Regions from separate parts of the Sus scrofa genome. Here region 1 is linked to region 2. A link is a contact called in public Hi-C data. All regions are on one chromosome and are shown on one strand. The core of a region is the stretch at or near the end of the contact, and the rest is flanking DNA. Distances in the headings are between cores, read along the strand shown. Region 1 holds the start of KRCC1 (lysine rich coiled-coil 1). Region 2 holds the start of THNSL2 (threonine synthase-like 2).

Region 1 (2,770 bases), core at 39-2,538, 110 kb before region 2:
AAGGCCCTGACCTCTCTTTTTTAGAGTAGTTACTAAAAAGGGTTTACAATTGTTTGTTAATTCTTCCTCTGTCCCTTTGAGATATATGTGTACCCCCCACAACTCAGGAATGTCTTTCTCAAAGATCTGAAAGCCATCCTTTTAAAGTGTAATTATCAGAAAAGGCAGGGCCTGGGGTCTCCCAGTCTGTGGGAAAAGTGAATCCTCACTTCCACAAGATGACACAGCTCGCCTAAGTGCACGGACACTGCCCAAACCTAGGTAATTTTGCGCTTTCCTGACTCTACTGAACCCCTTCCTTCATTTTCCCTCTAAAACCCCGTCACCTCTGCGCAAATCGGAATGGAGCTCAGCTCTTTCCCTACTGCAGTTACTGAATAAAAGCTGTTTTTGCCTCTCTGATGTCCTGCTGTATTATCTTTGACTCTGGTAGATACAAATTTAAATTCAGACGACTACTACAATAGGCCCGTAAATCTTAGAAGCTTGTTTTACAGGGTGTTATCCTCAAAAGCTAAGGAAAACTCTGCAAAGTAATCCCTCAAATACCTCACCCCCTCTTCCCTTCCTCCAGGGCCTCCGCAACTTGAAGCTCCCGTGTTTACTTCCTACTGTGGCCAAATTTCACTTCTCCCTCCGCGTGAGGGCTCTACTTTGTAGGATGCTGAATTTCGCCCAGCGCAGGTCTACGCCCTTCCACGTCTGGAGCCTTTTCTCTCCGTGTCTCTGTCCCCTTGATCTCGGGGTGTCCTCCTCAACCCCCTTCCCTCTCCCTGACACTCCAGATCCACGGCCTCGACCTGGCCGCCTCTCTCCCACTCCAACTTCAACTTCCCGGCAGCGGAGGCGTCCCCGCTCCCGCCGCGCTCCGTGCTGGGGCCCCGGCGGCCCTTTCCCGGGGCTGCGAGTGGGGAGGGGAGCGTAGCCCTGTCCGGGTCGGCCATCTCGCACTCTCTGGGCGCGCCCGGCCTCTACCGGGCTGGGGGATCGAGCGGCTGAAGGCCGAGGCCGCTCCCGCTGCCGGGCGGGAACTCACCTTCTCTGAGGCAGGGGCGGCCGTCTACAACTACGGCCCCCCTCCCCGCCAACGCCACCGGTCGGGGGATAGGCTGAGGTGGAGGTGGCGGAGAGGCAGGGACAACCGCTGCCGCCACCGCCGCCTCCGCCGCGGAGCAGACGGGGTGGGAGGAGGGGGCGGAGACCGGGCTTCCTGAAGGGAAGTAGCCACCACCACCACCAGCGACTGACTGGACAGCGCCCGCGCCATGGCGGCGGCGGGGCGTGCCACTGCGCTTGCGCAGTCACCCTACTCTCAGAGAGCCTTTTTAGCCCCGCCTTCTTGTTTGCTCCGCCCCCTCGGTCCCCTTCTTCCGGGACTCTGTTTTAACCTGGCCGAAGCTCTCCTCACTGCTACTCACTTCGGGCGGTGGCGGGGGGAAATCTAAAACCAACAAAGAAAAAAGTTTGGAAATCTGCGGTTTCTACCTCCAGAATATCTGAAAAATCATGATTTCCTGCTTTACCTTTTTAAAGTTTGTTAAGAGTCTTTGATACACAGTAGATTAAGCAAAATCTTTGGTGGTGATATGCTGTCATCATTGCAGCATAAATGACCTTTTTCTCTCCCTTGGCTCTCTCAGTATACGTGTATATACATACACACGTTCATCTCATCCTCTTGTTCCCTGTCTCCCAAAGAAATCACTACCCTGGTTTGTAGTCATCATTTCTTTACATATGTATATATCTTTATCACATGTATGCTTGGGGAAATTTTTTTCTTTTTTTGGTCATTTTGCCATTTCTTGGGCCGCTCCCGCGGCATATGAGGTTCCCAGGCTAGGGGTCGAATAGCAGCTGTAGCTGCTGGCCTACACTACAGCCACAGCAACGATGCCAGATCCTTAACCCACTGAGCAGGGCCAGGGATCAAACCTGAAACCTCATGGTTCCTAGTCAGATTCATTAACCACTGAGCCACGATGGGAACTCCTGCTTGGGGAAAATTTTTAGATTGTTTTTTAATTTTATAAGATTTATGTCTTTCTCTAGCAGGGCTTCTTTCACTCAATGTTTTGAGACTCATCCAAGCTGTTGCACATAAATGTTATTTATTCATTTCACTGCTATACAGTGTTACACCCCTTTTCCTGTTGATGGGCATGTCCCCTGTGCATTGTGCAAAAGTTTCTCTTGGGTAAGCTCTCCTTTCCTGTAATACAACCGCTGACTAATTTCAGGTTCCCATCATCTTTTGTTAGAACCATGGCAATAGCTACCTAATTTACCATTCTTCCTGATTTCACCGTTCCAGTCTACCAAAGGGTTCTATGTGGAAGTCATTTCTGGCTCCAGTTGTCTGTTGGAGAAAGTCCCACATGAATACTACTTCTGGGCTTCTGTGCACCTCCCTGATCTCATTATCTTCCTAGTGTTCTCACTTCCCCACCCTTTCACTTTGTGATTCAACAACATTAAACTTTTATTGATTCTTGTAAATACCCTGCTATTACATAACTCAGTTTATTGTATCTGCTACTTCTTCCTGAAACACCCTCTTCCTACTGCCTAATGAACTCCTCCTCCCCTCAGAAGTAAATCCTATCCTGAATTCAGCATTTCTCATTTTCATGTCTTTCTTTATATTTTTACTACATATGTATGTATCTCTAAGTAACATGAAGTATTGTTTTGCATGATATAAAACTTTACATAAATGTTAATATGCATACTGTTTTTTCTCCTGCACTTTGTTTTTTTTCAACTCAAC
Region 2 (2,756 bases), core at 251-2,750:
GCCGGACTCCGAGGGCCTGCCGGGCTTCCACCCTAGGGGCGCAGTCTGCAGTCAGTGATCAGTCCAACCCACCTTGGGGGTTTAAGCCTCCGCCCTGCCTCCACCCCTGCTCAGAAAAATCACCTCCTCAAGGAGCCCTTCCTGAAATGTGCCCCTGCCTTGGGGTGGTGTCTCTTTTCCCTTGTTTTTTTCTCTAGGTTTAGTGGTCAGAGTTTTTTGGATCCTGCTCCACTCTGGAACAGGGTCCAGTGGAGTGGCATGGGAAAATTATAAAACCTCCTTCAACAGAGGCCACTTAGTCCCACCCCATGCAGCACTCCAACCAGGGTGCTTGATTTTCTTCCTCGGCTTCACCCCATCCTGTTGTTATCTGGGTTCTCGGCTGACCTTAGTCAATAGAAATGAGAGGCCAGGCCAGAAACTCAGGCAAGGCTGTATGGGGCCCCTGCTGCTGCGCATGGAGCAAAAAGCAAGCAACAGGTTTCCCCGAGGAAGGGCGGGAGCTGATTCCTTGTATGGGGCTTGGATAGAGGCAGGTCCAGGAGTCCAGCCACAGGGGTGGTTTGGGTGGGATTGTGTGCAGGGGACATGCCTGCTTTTGCCCCAACACCCTGCCTTTGCTCTGGGCTTTTCAGAAATGGCAGCTGGGTTTTTAGGGGGGTTTTTTTGTATCTTTTTGCCGGTAATTTGATCCAACTGCTGGCAGGTACAGTTACTTTCAGTCCCTTATAGTTTCTTTGTATTTTGTTGTTCCAGGAGATGTTTGACCAGGTGCAAAAGCACTGTAGCAAAGGGTCCCAGGTCCCAGGTCCCAGCTTGTGTCACTGGGGCAGCTGCTTCTACTTCTGGCTTCTCTATTTGGTTTACCTAACACTGAACCCAGCAGTGTATGTCACGTAGTTTTTCCCATTCTGGCTCCTTGGGGTCCTTGGACAGAACAGGGGCTACCATTCCTGGGGAAGACAGCCACCTGTGTGTTGGTCAGTCCAGTTCTTTCTGTGATGGTTGCAGAGCCTGGTGTCAGGCCCTCTCTTTTGTTCCTGGGCCAGTTTATCCACCTCCTCCTTGGCGTGGGGAGGAGCCCAGAACAGAGCCCAGTGCCCCAGGTGTGATGTGATCCACTGTCCCCCCACTCCTCAGGGCAGAGAGTTCTGCAGATGTTTTCTTTGGCTCTTGCTCAGAGCCCTGCCTGCCTTTGCTCCTGCCCTCATGTCCGACTCAACTTCTTTGACAACACAATTGTCTTCTTTCCTTTGGTCTGGCTGCAGAGGTGGCCCGGCAGGATCGCCCCCTGGTTACTCCAAGGTCTTGGGCAGTTCATATTGGCTCTGACCCTTGCCACAGAGTTACAGAGAGCCCTCTCTTGGAGTTCCCCTCGTGGCACAGCAGAAACCAGTCTGACTAGGAACCATGAGGTTGTGGGTTCAATCCCTGGCCTCGATCAATGGGTTAAGGATCCAGCATTGCTGTGAGCTGTGGTGTAGGTCGCAGACTCGGCTCGGATCTGGCGTGGCTGTGGTATAGTCCAGCAGCTGTAGCTTCTGATTCGACCCCTAGCCTGGGAACCTCCATATGTCGAGGGTGCGTCCCTAAAAGGAAAGATAGTCCTCCCTTTGTTGAAGGCACTGCTAGCCCCCTGCCCTCCTGCCTTGGTTCTGTTTTGGGCTTTCCTTGCTTACTCCCTGCAGTTGGCTTGGGAGTTACCCTGATTCCATTTCTGTGGTGTGGACCCCTATGCAAGGTGATATTTCCAATTTGGCCTGAGACAGTTCTGGTTTATCCCCATTGTCCCAGTATGTGTGTGTGTGTGTACATACATACATACATATACATATACATACATACACACATACATATATGTGTGTGTATATATATATGTGTGTGTGTGTGTGTGTGTATGCCACAGGTGTGGCATATGTGAGTTCCCAGGCTAGGGGTCGAATCAGAGCTGCAGTTTCCGGCCTATACCACAGCCACAGCAATGCCAGATCTGAGCAGCATCTGCAACCTACACCACAGCTCATGGCAATGCTGGATCCTTAACCCACTGAGTGGGGCCAGAGATGGAACCTGCATCCTCATGGATCCTAGCTGGGTTTGTTACCACTGAGCCAAAATGAGAATTCCCCAGCATAATTATTAATAATATCTACTTTCACTTTCCAAAGATCCATGGTATGGACAATTCAACTTGTCTCTGTAAGCTAAATGCACTTGTAGGCTTGGGAGTGGCAAGTGGCTCATGTGGATTTGCACTGGGCTCAGAGGCATCAGATCCGCAGTCTAGGAAACCAGAGTTCTTCCAGGTCACTGCCACATAGTCACTTCCCTTTCTCATAGGTGGAAGGCTTCAGGTGGCTTTGTCCCCAGAGAGCAGGGGTTCCCTGCTGGCCCTGGCACAGAAATGAGTCCAAGCTGGTGCTGAGAGCTATGTCTAGCCAGATTCATCCCCAGAAGTGCTATGGGGATTTATAATCAGAATTCACAAGAATTCCCATCGTGGCTCAGTGGAAATGAACCCGACTAGCATCCATGAAGATGGAGGTTCAATCCCTGGCCTCATTTAGTGGGTTAAGGATCCAGCATTGACCTGAGCTGTGGTGTAGGTCACAGACGCAGCTCAATCCCTCATTGCTGTGGCTGTGGTTTAGACTGGCAACTGTCGCTCCAATTCAACCCCTAGCCTGGACCTCCATATGCTGCAGGTGCAGCCCTAAAAAGACAAAAAAAGAAAAGAAAGAATTCACAGCCATGAT

What was found. Hi-C and Micro-C count contacts between places; a contact is called where the count stands out from the background.
Region 1: a contact with region 2 is called in a Hi-C map of skeletal muscle, with 3 times the contacts expected there. The contact joins the promoter of KRCC1 here to the promoter of THNSL2 in region 2. A contact is called at or near these places in 2 of 5 promoter capture datasets (both in liver), 22 of 47 Hi-C or Micro-C datasets (alveolar macrophages, embryonic fibroblasts, fetal heart ventricle and 10 more) and 2 of 2 datasets of contacts at active chromatin or transcription factors (alveolar macrophages and skeletal muscle).

Annotation. Positions count from the first base shown.
Region 1 is chr3:57,926,781-57,929,550 of Sscrofa11.1, reverse strand. It overlaps KRCC1 (lysine rich coiled-coil 1), which reads right to left and starts at 1,288. Exons shown (of 4, transcript NM_001243946.1): 1 at 1,037-1,288.
Region 2 is chr3:57,820,040-57,822,795 of Sscrofa11.1, reverse strand. It overlaps THNSL2 (threonine synthase-like 2), which reads left to right and starts at 1,500. Exons shown (of 11, transcript XM_021087277.1): 1 at 1,500-2,756.